Regions from separate parts of the Mus musculus genome. Here regions 1 and 3 are each linked to region 2. A link is a contact called in public HiChIP or PLAC-seq data. All regions are on one chromosome and are shown on one strand. Each heading gives the region's core, a stretch centred on a gene start, on an enhancer-like site or on the middle of the called end of the contact. The rest is flanking DNA. Distances are from core to core; before and after follow the strand shown. Region 1 has its middle 4.6 kb from the start of Gm46898. Region 2 overlaps Zfp993 (zinc finger protein 845). Region 3 has its middle 26 kb from the start of Zfp981.

The links. HiChIP or PLAC-seq counts read pairs in DNA pulled down with a chosen protein or histone mark.
Region 1: a contact with region 2 is called in an H3K4me3 HiChIP or PLAC-seq map of embryonic stem cells, with 20 read pairs. The contact joins two enhancer-like sites. A contact is called at or near these places in 1 of 15 datasets of contacts at CTCF or cohesin (the NIH/3T3 cell line) and 5 of 115 datasets of contacts at active chromatin or transcription factors (bone marrow-derived dendritic cells, embryonic stem cells, regulatory T cell precursor and 1 more).
Region 3: a contact with region 2 is called in an H3K4me3 HiChIP or PLAC-seq map of embryonic stem cells, with 2.6 times the contacts expected there. The contact joins two enhancer-like sites. A contact is called at or near these places in 1 of 484 Hi-C or Micro-C datasets (nephron progenitors), 3 of 115 datasets of contacts at active chromatin or transcription factors (embryonic stem cells and stem cell-derived neural progenitor cells) and 1 of 9 other capture datasets (embryonic tail).

What each region holds. Positions count from the first base shown.
Region 1 is chr4:147,404,729-147,409,435 of GRCm38.p6, forward strand. No RefSeq gene overlaps it. Among named protein-coding and RNA genes, the nearest start is that of Gm46898, 4.6 kb to the right of the region's middle. Within about 2 kb of position 2,318, at least 77 of the 459 cell types and tissues checked have an H3K27ac peak or open chromatin away from gene starts, as enhancers often do. A contact at or near this core is called in embryonic stem cells, where this site is marked.
Region 2 is chr4:146,922,896-146,927,547 of GRCm38.p6, forward strand. The region is part of intron 6 of Zfp993 (zinc finger protein 845); the gene reads left to right. Among named protein-coding and RNA genes, the nearest start is that of Gm21411, 24 kb to the left of the region's middle. Within about 2 kb of position 2,631, at least 13 of the 459 cell types and tissues checked have an H3K27ac peak or open chromatin away from gene starts, as enhancers often do. A contact at or near this core is called in embryonic stem cells, where this site is marked.
Region 3 is chr4:146,473,408-146,478,006 of GRCm38.p6, forward strand. It overlaps the pseudogene Vmn2r-ps16 and the pseudogene Gm13241. Among named protein-coding and RNA genes, the nearest start is that of Zfp981, 26 kb to the right of the region's middle. Within about 2 kb of position 1,939, at least 13 of the 459 cell types and tissues checked have an H3K27ac peak or open chromatin away from gene starts, as enhancers often do. A contact at or near this core is called in embryonic stem cells, where this site is marked.

The DNA of each region.
Region 1 (4,707 bases), core at 1,068-3,567, 480 kb after region 2:
AGCAGGAGAGCTGATTCTGCCCCTTGCCAGCTGCAGCACGGGGTGAGCTGGCCAGGGCAGTGCTGGAGAGCTCACCCTGGTGGTGTGGGTGCAGGAGAGCTGGCAGGCTGACTAACTCAGCTATCCCCTAGGTTCAGATCCAGGGCTTTGAGTTGGGCCACTCCAACATCTACCTCACCTCTGAACTGCTGGAGCTTGTGAAAGGGCTGGTCCTGTAGATCAAAGCTGTAGCTTACACAATGAGATGTTTTCTGTGCTGTATTTATTATTATTATTATTATTTTATTTTATTTAAGGGAGGAGGTTGCAAGGGTAGAAAGCAGATATGAAGAGATGAGATGAGTGGAATTGGGGTACATGATGAAATTCACAAAGAATCAACAAAAAGTTTTTAAAAACAATAATAATATATTTGGAAATGTTAAATGTTTCATAAACCTTAAAATGCTTATTGTTTTAAAATAATAACATTTTTAAAAACTTTAAAAAAAAGAAGTGGGAGAAAAGAAAAAATAACATTTGTTGGGTCAAGATTTCATTAAGCTATAAAAGTTAATGTCATATACATAAAATTGATCAGGATTTCCTTCCAAAACAGAAGCTAAATATACATACTATTTCATCTCATATATATATATATATATATATATATATATATATATATATATATAATAACATAAAATTCATATTATTTCTTCAAAATACTCTTGTTTATTTTTTAAGTCTAAGTTTGTTTAATGAATGCTACAACGTTGAGCCAGAGGATTCTCCCTCCCATCTGTCTATGCTTTTGACCATTATACGCAGCTATCTTGCTTGAGGACATTGTGGCAGTTTTGCATAATTCATAAATTGTTTTGATGGTTATCCCAGTGGTGACTTATCTTATTTCTTTTTTTTTTAAGATTTACTTATGTATTATATGTAAGTACACTGTAGCTGTCTTTGGACACTCCAAAAGAGGGTATCAGATCTCATTATGGATGGTTGTGAGCCACCATGTGGTTGCTGGGATTTGAACTCAGGATCTTTGGAAGAGCAGTTAGAGCGCTTAACTGTTGAGCCATCTCACCAGCCACCCTTATTGTTTCTTTAACGTTCTAAGTCACTTTCCTACATATAATATAAAAAGAATAATTGAGTAGGCCACACTATTCTTAGTATAAAACTGTTAAGTGTATTTATGTTTGTATGTATGTGTTTTTGTTTGCTTGTTTGTTTGTTTTTGTACTGGGCCATCTATAAATTAATAGATTTACATGTTTACTGAAGATCTCTATTTTGTTTCCTTTTCACAATGAGGATTATAGGAAATGTAATACAAACAAATAATAATGTTGAAAATTTTTTCTTTCTTTTTTTGTGGTTTTGATTTTTTTTTTTTTTTTTGAGATAGTTTCTGGGACTCTGCCTTCTGGGTGCTGTAATTAGAAACCATGCACCATGGCTGACCACCCAGCTATTAAATGTCTATTATGTATGAATATATATATGGTTATATGTTTTATTGTTGTTTTCATAATACATGTCGACATAAAAGCCAGAGTACTCGTCTTAAAGGGACCATATCTTAAAGGGAGATGATTAATATGAGTTTTTATTTTTATTTTTTTTTGCAATTTGGTCAACAAATATTGAGTACTGTGCCCTTGCCTCGTAGCTCTATGTCAAAATATGGCTCTATGTCAAAATACATGATAAACAAAACAGCAATCGGCCTTGGGCAAGGAGTTTCTAAAACAGCTCCGCTGCATGGTTCTATTTTGCCGGTTTTTTTTTTTTTAATCCACCTATTGATTTTGAGGATTATATTCTAGCCTAAGGAATCGATTTAGACCCAAATAGTTGGTTCTGATCTAACGACAGCAAAGTCTAGGCGCCACTGGGGCACTGTTGTATCTCCTAACAGCTAATCCCAAATAAAGACTCCAGGTGTTTGGGTCCAAGCTGACTCCCTCCCCCCTCCCTCCCCCCCCCACCCCCCACCCCCCATGGTAAACTTCCTAAGGTTGACTGGGGTCCTTGGATGGAGAACCTCCAAACGAATGGACAGCATATCCACCAGAGGGTGCTGTGAGGACAGGTCTGTGGTGGGAGGGGAGCTCGCCCAGTGACCCTCAAACCCAGGTAGGCTTTATTAGTTGGTTTTTCTTTCTTCTTCATGTTTCCTTCCTACCCGCTAAAACCGTCGTTACCCCTCCCCCCACTCAGGGTCTCGTTTTGAAGATAGTGATTCGACTTTCGCCGCGACTACAGCAGAGCTGTGTTCCAGAGGAAGTGTTATCTCTGTCGCGGCTGGAGACGTCCTGTCCCTGGACCGCCCGGGGCGCAGGCGGTGGGTGGGTGGGGACCTCCGAGGCCGCAGCTCGCCGTTGCGCCGCAGGGGCCGCGAAAGGGTTAACCCGGCGGGGGGGGGGGGTGCGAGAGGAGGGAGGGGGCGCGGGCCGCGCGTGCGCTCTGCCGCCCTCCATTGTCTCCACAGCGGCGAGGAGCGCCGGCGAACGCAGCCCGGGACGGAGCAGGGCGGCGCGGCTGGCTGGCGGGGCCGGCGGCGGCTGGAGCCGGAGCACGACGCCACGCGACCGCGGCTTCCAGAGCTCCGCCTGGCTACCCCACCGCCGCGAGCCCTCCCGAAGCCTGGAGGAGTGAGGGCCGCCGGCGCGGGCTGTGGAGTCCTGAGACGGGGGACGCGAACGGCGCGGCGCCTCCCTCCCTTCGCTGCGGCTCCTTAGGCTCCTGAGCCCGGGGGGCGGCCTGTGGCGCGAGGCGCCGGCTCTGGACCCCGCTTCTTCGGACCTGGGCTCCGGAGCCTCGCTGGCGGATGCTCTACCTCTGCACATCGCACCCAGGTGGTTCAGCTCGCACCTAATATGAGTTTTTAAATAAAACATTTTCAAATCTGCTTTTAGGGTAAGATATACATACTCCCACTGTACTGGTCTAGATGCTATCTCTTTGATCCTTATCCCACTTCTGGCCTGTATTGCTTGAGGATATACATTAACTTGTCCCATATTTCTTGAGGACCTACATTAACTTTAAGAGATGGTTGCACCTTCTGTAGGATATGATCTTCCTGTGCACTCCCTTGAAATACTAAACTCTATTCCAAAGATTAAAAGGATGATTTATGCCTGTGCTTTCGTATACATATCACATATATGGCAATAGACATATGAATATGAACGCTTTGAAGATGTTTATGTGATTTTCTTACTACTTCTGCCTCTTTAAAGTCAAACGAATGCGCTTTTCAAGAACTATGTAAGAGATAACTCTAAATAACTTTTTAAATTATTATTTAAGAACCTACTTTAAGGCTTATACAGATATTTTAGAGTTTACAGATGATTAATATATTGCAACATAATGATATATTTTTAAAAATTAGTTATCCTTGTTATTAGCTTAAAAATGAATAATTAAGTCAAACTCTATCCTGATCTGGATGTCTTATCATATTTTGTTACCTCTTAAGTACAATAAAAGTAAATGCTGTTTCTAACAACAAAACTCCATGTCCTCTTACACTGCATAATGGCTTAAATTTTAACACATACTTAATTTAAATTTGGTCACAAAACTACTAATGTATTTTAACTACTTATAACAGATATCTAAAACACTATGTTTTATGTGTTTTAGATAAAGCCTCTTGGTCTTCCATTTTTAATTAACTCATTAAAATTGTTTTCTAAATTTCATGATAACAAGAAGAATGAAGTATATTGTAAAAAATTATTTAAACTGGATATATTTGTTAATAAGTTAAAAATAATAAAGAGTTTCTGGTTTCCATCTGCTCCTGGAGCTGACCCTGTGCCACAGCTCTCCAAACCCAAATTCCTCTGGGAGAAAGCTGGTCTTCCAGGAGTGCTGACACACCTGAGAGCACAGGTAAGACCACCACTTCTGCTCAAATACCCAGCCCAAGAGGACCCTCCTAGAGCCCTCAGGACACAGGAACCAAGAAGCAGCCTGGGACCAGATCCTTCTAGAATCTATCTGCACTCGGAGCTGACCTTGTGCCACAGCTCTCCATACCCAAATCCCACCATAAGAGAACTGGTCTCCCAAGAGTGCTGACACACAGGCTTACAGGAGGGACAAGCCACAGTCAGAGACAGAAAGACCAGAAAACACCACAGAAAACCAGATGGCAAGAGGCAGGCACAAGAATATAAGCAACAGAAACCAAGGCTACTTGGCATCATTAGAACCCAGTTCTCCCACTACAGCAAGCCTTGGATACCCCAACACACAGGAAAAGCAAGACTCTGTTTAAAATCACATCTCATGATGATGATAAAGGAATTTAAGAAGAACATAAATAACTCTCTTAAAGAAATACAGGAGAACTCGGATAAACAGCTAGAAACCCTTCAAGAGGAAACATAAAAATCCCTTAAGGAATTACAGGAAAATACAACCAAACAAGCAAAGGATTGAACAAACTCATCCAGATTCTAAAAATGGAAGTAGAAACAATAAAGAAATCACAAAGGAAGACAAACTTGGAGACAAAAAACCTAGGAAAGAGATCAGGAGTCATAGATGCAAGCATCACCAATAGAATAAAAGAGATAGAAGAGAGAGACTCTCAGGTGCAGAAGATACCACAGAAAACATGGACACAACAGTCAGAGACAATGCAAAAAGCAAAAAGCTCCTAACCAAAGGAAAACAAAACAAAAACAAAAAAACAAA
Region 2 (4,652 bases), core at 1,381-3,880:
AACCTTATCCTTAACATCTCATGGCTGATTGCTCACTCTAAAGCATGGTGAATCTGCTTTCCTCCTCTTGCATCTCTTAGCCTGCCTATGGAAACCTAGAATTCCCACCTCTTCTTAGCCATTAGCAGCTAGCATCCTCATTGATTGATTAAAAACTACCTAGGTATCAGGAACTTCTGTGCTCACAAGCAGATTCCCAAACAAAGCATCAGAACCACACCCTGCAGAGAAGAGAGAGCAGCACAGCTTGAACTGTATGTAACCCTATTGGCTCCAACCTGTGTGTCCAGGTCTAAACTCCACAGCACATGGCTGTGTCTGGAGGCCAAGACTTTTAGGAAGGTAAGCAGGTAAAGGTCTGGCCCTACTCCAGTAACATTGCTGTTCTTCTAAATAGGGGACTCCATCAAAGTACAAGCAGACAACAATTGTGAGAGGGTGACAATCTAGAAGAGAAGGAAGAGACCTTTAGAAGCCAGACCAACAGTGCCTGACAGTGGACGTCAGCCTTCAGAACTAGGAGCAGTTAAGATTTCTGTTGGGTTACCATTACACTTTTTGGTGTTGTGGCATAGCATACATAGACCAATGGAAGCTACTTCAGGACCACTGTTGCTGGTCTGAACTGCTTGAGACTAGATCTACTTTAGTGTTTAGTATTTTCAAACATTTACATACATAATGAGACATCTTTACAAGAGGAACAAATTCAAACACATGATTCTTATGTGTTTTGTACACATGCACCCATGGGGTAGAGAGCTTAACACAAGAGCCAATAAGATGGCTCTTCAGGTAAAAGTGCACAATCCTGGTGACCTGAGTTCTATTGCATGGACCTTCTCAGAGGCATATCCTGCAAGTTATTCTCTGACCTCCAATCTCATGCCCATATACTCATTCAACTAGAATGATAGGTAAATAACAGACAGACAGACAGCAGACAGACAGAATAGAGTCCTGACAGAAACAACTTAAACAAGGATTTCTTTAAGAGGACAGGCTCTTGGTTCCAGAGAAATACAAGCCTGACTTGCAAGGAAAGTATGGCATGAATGTGAATGGTTACATTGTGTCTGCACTACAGAAGCAGGGAGAGATGCATGGTGGTGCTCAGCTTGCTTTCTACTTGTTACTTGTCCCAGGTCCACAGTCCACTATTTGGTGCTGCATACATCCAGGTTGTGTATTCCATTCTCAGCTGAAGCTCTGAGGAAATGTGCTTATAGACATGTCTAGAATCATGTTCCCTAGGTGACTCTAAATTTAGTTAAGGTGACAATAGAAACTGAGATCACATAAGACCACAGACTTTTGTCGCTGATAGCATCACTGTGGTAATGTAAGAATTTTAAATTTGGGGATGTATTGGAATCTGATTTTTCAGGTAAAGAGTGATCAGTCTTTCCTGTGATGGTTGTCATGGATATAACGTCTGCTCAATAAGGTAAAAGATATCATTGAGTGTTCATGAAAAGTGATGAAACCTATTAATCCATTATTATCTGTGTACTACCTGGCACAGGAAGGCATCCTCTTGTTGGGTAGATGACACTCTGGAGTGTTTTCTCACAATCCAGATTAGAATGGTTTTCCAGTTTTCCATTGTAAGATTGGGGACTCCTATTTTGTGGGTTCAGCATCCCCAGAGTTAAGAACCTTTTTAGCATCCTAGAGGCCTAAAGAGCTAAGACAGTAAGCTAGGCAGAGTGATGCATTCTTTTTTTTTTAAGATTTATTTATTATATATAAGTACACTGTAGCTGTCTTCAGACACACCAGAAGAGGGCGTCAGATCTCGTTATGGATGGTTGTGAGCCACCATGTGGTTGCTGGGATTTGAACTCCGGACCTTTGGAAGAGCAGTCGGGTACTCTTACCCACTGAGCCATCTCACCAGCCCAGAGTGATGCATTCTTACAAATCAGAATGGAATTAGAGGAGAGGGGATGTCTGTAAATTCAAGGCAAGTCTTGTCTACACAGAAAGTTCTAGGACAACTTCCCTCTTCTGAGATTGAAACTATGTGACATAACTTGGCTTATTTATTCATTCTTTTTTTTTTTTAATTTTGAGACAGATCTCACTGTGGAGTCTTGTCTGGAACTCCCTATGTAAACCAGGTTGATCTTGTATTCACAGAGATCTACCCTTCTCTAGCTCCCCAGAACTGGATAAAGTTGTATACCACCATGCCTGCCTAGTTCCATTTTTGATAGGATTTCTTAAGCAGCCCTGGTAGAATTTAGACTCAGCATCTCACTGAGGTTAATCTTGAACTTCTGATCCTGCTGCCTCACTTCCCTAAGTGCTAGGTTATAGCCTTCTGCTGCCACACAGGGTTTTATGAGTGCAGTGGATTGAACTCATGGCTTCCTTCAGGCTACACAAGTATTACAGAGAACTCCTTCCATAGTCTGGACCTTAGGCTGAATCATTTTCTCTTTTACGTGTCTGGATACCTCGAGTTACATGGTGATTTTGTGAAAGAAATTGAGCATCTGAATGCTTTTTAATATAAATCCGAGCCTTGGAGAAGGACACACGGATCAGCCGAGGCTAGGAAAAGCTGTCCCACAACCTGAGCCTGTGCGATGGGCCACTCCACAGGTAGGGACCCAAAGGTCTGATCAGGTCATTTGGATATGAGGGCCTCTTGGGAGGCTCCCAGTCTGGAGTGTTTGAAATGAGACACAGACCACAGAATTCGGTGTGACTTCAAAGAATGATGGCTTCCAGAAACTCTAACTTTCTAACTATACTGAATGCTGACGGTAACTTCTAAAAAGGCATATATATATATTTTTTTTGTTTATTCTGAGAGTTAAAAGCTACTGGCTTAGGCAATTAGGCAATTACCACCTGTAGCCTAACAGCAGGATTGTAAGTAATGTAGCCTCTGTGCTGTCTCCCATGAATTGCAGCGCACAAACTTACAGCCTGCTGCTTGATTTGGAGGAAAGAAAGGGGACACTTTAAAAAGAGATTTTAATGTTCATTTCTAAGTTGTAAATCTTTCCTATGAAAGCTCTCTAAGAAAAGGGGGGAAAGCTGAATGATCTAGAGCTGAACAAGGGAAATTTGTGCTCCTCACTTTATCCTCAGCCCTTATACATCTTCCAGAATACATGACCACATGGTAAAAAATGATCACAAGTTTACACATAAATTCAAATCATAAATCGAATAAGAAGTTTAAAACACTGAATGTTAACATGCATATTCATTAAGAGTAATTACATGGTTATACATTCCTCACCTATCACAGGTCCACAGGTTCACAGAGGGTTAAAAATAGTAAGTAAGTTATTAGTAAAGTTTTGCAAATATAAATCTAGCCAATCTCTTTTCTTCTGTTCTTGTACCTATAATAAATCATTCATTCCCTTTTTATGACTTTTAACTAATGCTTTTACAACCTCTGAGCAGAAAAATGTCTGGTTTTTATCTCCGAAGTGAGAATAAAGGATAGCAGAGTTTTCACTGCAGTTCTGACTATCAGAATGGTATTAATTTTGTTATTAAAAGAGCTTAGTAATTAACATCAACTTAGGAATTTTTTGGATCATTATTGTATAGGATAAAGAAACTATCTACATATCTTTAGTGTATCACTACAAGTTAGTTCATCTTGTAGTTCTTCAGAGATCTGCTCAACCTTGTGAACTGATTCCTAATGGTCTATATTTATGTTTAATAGTGACAGGAAAAGCACATTAAGAGCAGCAATCTTTCCTTAAGTGATTTTCTCCAGGACCTTGCCTACTGAAGCTCTTTCATAATTTTGCTAGCCTAAAGTGAAGTAATCTCAGGAAGATCACCAGTTTGTTGTCCTCAGATATTAGGACATATTAACTTGTCCTTTGATAGCTCTTACTAATTGTATATCTTCAGGAATTAATAAGGATTTTTCTATTAGGATGATTGTAAAGCGCCCTGCTTATGTTTTGCTGCCAGTAGATATAGGGGAAGAATCTTGGTATGATAATTCAACTTTAGAAGTTGTAAAGAATATTAATGAGCTAACTAGGCCTAAAAGGTGTGTGGCTGCTCTTATTTTAGGAATATCTGCCTTGATAGCAATGCTTACTACCTTTGCAGTTTCAACTACTGCTCTGGTGAAAAGTATGCAGACTGCAACCTTTGTTAATGAATTGCATAGGAATATTACCTTAGGCTTGTCTGAATAAAGGATAATTGATTTGAAATTGGAAGCAAGGAATAATGCCTTAGAAGATGTAGTTTTGAAAATGGGACAGGCGGTGGCAAATATTAAAGCTAGATTGTCCACTAAATGTCATGTTAAATTTCAATATATTTGTGTTACACCATTGTCATATAATTCATCCTTAGAAGAATGGAATAGGACAAGGGCACATTTGTTAGGTATTTGGAAAGATGATAGTATCTCCTATGATATGAAACAATTACAGGAATAAATTACAGTTATGATTCAACGATATTTGGATAGCTGGGATGTGAATAAATTAGCTTTTATTCATTTATTTATTTATTATTTATTTATTTATTTATTTACGGCTAATGTGAAGTGTTGTTTCTGTAACTTCTTTTTCAGCCTGTTTATCACTTTGTGTGGAGCAGAACTAATGATTTCTTCAAGTCAATTGTGTATGTAGATACTTTGCTACATT
Region 3 (4,599 bases), core at 689-3,188, 450 kb before region 2:
ACAGACATATGGACAATTTGGTGCACCAAGAACAGACAATAGACAGGGATTAGAACTTGATGTCTCAAAGGGACCCAGATATCCTAACCAGAACTAAGAATATCTCCATAGGAGACAGAGAGGAAGCAAGGCGTCTCCCGATTTCCTCCTGTCCCTAGGAGAGCTCTAAAATAGCTTATTTCCATTTTTCTTCTCTTTTGCTAAAAGGTCCCGAACAGGGGATAACTGCTTTTCTGAAACCTAGTCTCTCTATCTTTTTCTCTCTCATGTTCAAAGTCTAATTCTTTATCTCCTTCTTCTGGGAATTCTGCCAGCAAAGGGTGAGGAGTCACAGTGGTAGCTTCTGATAGTTGCTGCCCAGTGCCCTGCTTTTCTAACTCTCCTAATTACTCCTCAAACTTGTCAAATTCTTTCATATATATATGAATACACACACACACACACATATCATTCCTACTTCTGGGAATTAAGAACAACGTAAATGTAAGAATTTTTCTAACACCTGTTATTATGTTTTTGTAGTTTTGTGTTTTACTCTTTATTTATTTTATTTTATTTTAAACCCTATTCCTCCCACCTAGAGCAGCTCTTGGCTGTGAACAAATTTTCTTAACCCATGTTCCTCGTGTCTTGAGGGATTCCTTGAGATCCTGTTAAAAACAATTCATGTCTACTTAATGTGTGTCCCATATTCTAGCCACTCTTCCTACCTTTCTCGGGTTTACTGTCGATGGAGTCCCCCATGCCCATTTCTCATCTCCTGTATCTACTCTCAGGCATTCCTTTACTAAGGACCACAAAGTAAAAGCTTCAATGGGCACCTTTTCAGGACCATGAGCAGCCTAAAAGCTTCTAATTCGCTCACCAATTTTATTCCATGTTTCCACATTAATAGTACCATCCCTAGGATGGTAGGCCTGGTCAGAGTCCCTCATTAACTTGTACCATGAAGCTTGGCCACAGGACAGCAGTAGATCCTCTATTTGGGGGATTCAAGAGATCAAATGACTCAGACAGCTGGGGCATTACTAGCTCTGCACTGCCACCCCAGGGACAGACAGAGCCCTAGTATGGGAAATATTTATTTTAGGAGAATTTATTTGTCTCCAAGAGAACTTACTGTTCCTCTTACAAAGAACAGGGTATTTTGTGTACATAATTTGTTACACACTCGTTGCCCACTGCTGCAATCTCTACCTAAGTTGATAAGTCCTGCAGAGTAACTTCAGTCAATGTCAAATGGTAACAACAACTAAATCAAACAGTAGCCATGAATTTGAAAGCACTGTGTATTTAATGCAAGGTAAATGAAAAAGAAATGAAATAACATCTGATTGGCTCTCCCGGAAGACCCGCCCCCTTCTCATCCCGCCGCCCGCCCCCCTCGGCACGCCCACAGCGGAGGACGGAACTGAGCGCACAGGCGCGGTGCTGCCTCTCTCAGCTGGTTTCCCGCCCTCCTTCCTTCCCTCCCAGTCCTCTCGCCCCTCCTCAGGCCCGAGCATCTTCCTCCTTCTGGCGCCATCCTTAGCTGAGCTTTCGCCAGGGAACGTCTTCCTAGTCCCTCAGGCAGCGGTGCGGGCGCGACCCTGCTCCACGCTCGCGGTTCCCGGGGAGGAGCATACCACCAGAGCACGGGGGGAGCCGCCCTGCCAACCGCGCCTCGGCGACCCCGTGGGGCTGAGTCGACGTCACACCAGAGCACGGGGGAGCCGGCCGCCCTGCCTCCCGCGCCTCGGCGACCCCGTGGGGCTGAGGCGACGTCACACCAGAGCACGGGGGGAGCCGGCGGTCCTGCCGCCTGCGCCTCGACGACCCCGCGGGGCTGAGGCGACGCCACACCCCGCAGCCTGAGCGCACAGCGGCCTTGACCCAGAACTCGGAGCCGCGAGCGCCGCCCCCACCCATCCGGACCACGGTCAAGGCCGAGACCGAGGAGCGGAGCCTGGACAACTTCTTCGCCAAGAGGGACAAGAAAAAGAAGGAACGGAGCAGTCGGGCGGCCAACGTTGCGAGCGGCACTGACGGGAGCAGCGCGGCGGCGGGCTCCAGGCCGGGCGATGGCCGGAGCTCGGTCTCAGGTGCCAGGTCGGGCGACTTAGGGAGCTCGGGCTCTGGTGCTAGGTCCAGAGACAGCGGGAGCGCGGGCCCGGCCGACAAGGCCATAACGAAGGATGAAAATGAGTGGAAAGAATTTGAGCACATAGAGGTTGATTACAGTGGATTAAGAGTTCAGGCAATGCAAATAAGTGAAAAGCAAGATGATGATAATGAGAAGAGAGAAGATCCAGGAGATAATTGGGAAGAAGGTAGAGGTGGCAGTGGAGCAGAAAAATCTCCAGGTCCCTGGAATAAAACCGTTCTGGTACAAGCGCCTCCTGCTCCAGTAACAGTTACAGAAACCCCGGGGCCAGCAATGCCCAGTGGTGTATTTAGGCCTCCTGAGGCAAGGCTAACCACAACAAGGAAAACACCACAAGGACCACCGGAAATATACAGTGACACACAGTTCCCATCCCTGCAGTCCACTGACAAGCATGTAGAGAGCCGGAAGGATAAAGAAATGGAGAAGAGCTTTGAAGTAGTAAGACACAAAAATAGAGATAGGGAGGAGGTTTCAAAAAACCAGGCCCTTAAACTTCAGCTAGACAACCAGTATGCTGTGCTTGAGAATCAGAAGTACAGCCACACACAGTATAGGTAAGGAATGGTCTTTGCTAAGCCTACGAAGGTAATTAGACCACAGCTAACCACCAAGAACAGCCATTCATCGTTTTGATTTATGGATCTACAGTGACTGACTGAAGACCTCAAAGTCCAGTGACTGTCCCTGTTGCATTATGGAAGTTCAAGAGTCACAACTGATCTTGATGTGTGTTGGATTTAGGGGTGTTTCATTGTCTTAAGTATTTGTGAATTAGATTCAACAGTGTTTCCATATTTGCTCTGTGTATAAAACCAAACCTGCAGCAAGTGGCCATTCAAACATCTTTACGTTCAGATACTGAGCCTTCGCAAGGTTGACTACCTCAGATTTGCTGCCCTTAGTTATAGATTTCATTTGGATCACATCTTCAACATAAGGTTACAGCTACTAGTGCCTGTGTGAACCTTGAAATCAACTCTACTGGATTCCTGTCAGAAAGCCTTCAGAAGTCAGACATCTGGGTTCTGATCTGCTGTAAATGATGAAGAGGTAAGTGACCTTAATTAACCTGTTCTGTGCCTCATCCTAAGGCAAACTCTGTAGGCTTTGCCTATGTTAGACTCCCTGGAACAAGCCACTGTCAGAAATGATGTGTTTGGATCATCTGTGTGGGGCTTATGATTTATAATTTAAGTTTTTAGTTGTATGAGATAACTGTGGATTTAATTCAACCAAACTTGGGTCCACCAAATGGGGAGTGGGTGGGGGGTAGACTTATTTCTTTGAATAATTTTTCATTCAGATAGTGTTGTTCGATTCCACATTAAGGCCTTGCTTTGACTTGGAGTAAGTTCTTTAAGGGCATATTGTGTGGAGAAATAGTCTGAAAGAAGCATTGGAATTGTAAAGTGCCCTAAGGATTTGCCAATCCTTAGGTGAAACCAGATAGCCTTTGATACATATAAAGGACAATGGATCTGCTGCACTCCAGGTGCTGCTCAAGCCTCCTAATCAGGTCTAATTGAATTGCTGTGGACGAGGTGTGGTGTCTCATCACTGCTGTGGACAGAGTATGGGGTCTGCTCAGGAGGAGAGGGTTTCTCTAACCTAGCTTTTAACAGTTCAAAGCAACAGGAGCAAAACACCCAAGTTGCGCAAGAATCTGGCATGGTGTCTGATAAATCCTTGTGTGTGCCCCAAATGTGAAGGTTATAGGCTATTCTGTAGATCCATTCATTGTTTAGCCAGCTCTTGACATTCACCTTTGGAATATGTTTGGTAATAACTTGGAGACGCAGGGGAATAGCCAGTAATGTAGCATTTCTGTTGTTAATAATTTCAATTTAACTATCTAGTAGTACTTGGCTCTCAGAAGAGGTTACTGCTAAATTTCTTTCTACTTAATGAAATAGCCTGTCAGTTACCTACTTTGTCACTACAGATGGTTCAGTACACATACTCTATGTTGGCATATGACTATGTGATATGATAGTAGTGCCCGGGTTTCTCTCTGTAAACGAATCCCTTTGTCAAACACAGTTCAGACTTGCTCACTACTGACAGGAGTGTAACAAGAAATGGATGTTTTCCCAGCTTGAAGCATGTTTAGTGGATTTAGGGCAGCAGTGTGGGAAGCAGGAGGTGGAGGCCAGTGTCTCCTACCAGACTGTATGCCACTTCTGGGCAATAATGCTGGCATGACCTGAACCAGCTAGGAGGAGGTGGGGTGATTAGAGACTTGAGATTCTTAGTTAAACTGAAAACTTCATTTGGGCACCAGAAACCTTAACAAATAATCTCACACCTTGCTTGAGCCACAAACTTCTATTAAAATATGCTTTACCCCAGCGTGACACACAAACACACTTTCTGTTTGGGGTTATGGTTTAAGATGTGAACAGAAACAAGATAAGGTTTGTTTAATGCCATACTGTACTGGAACGCTGAAGATC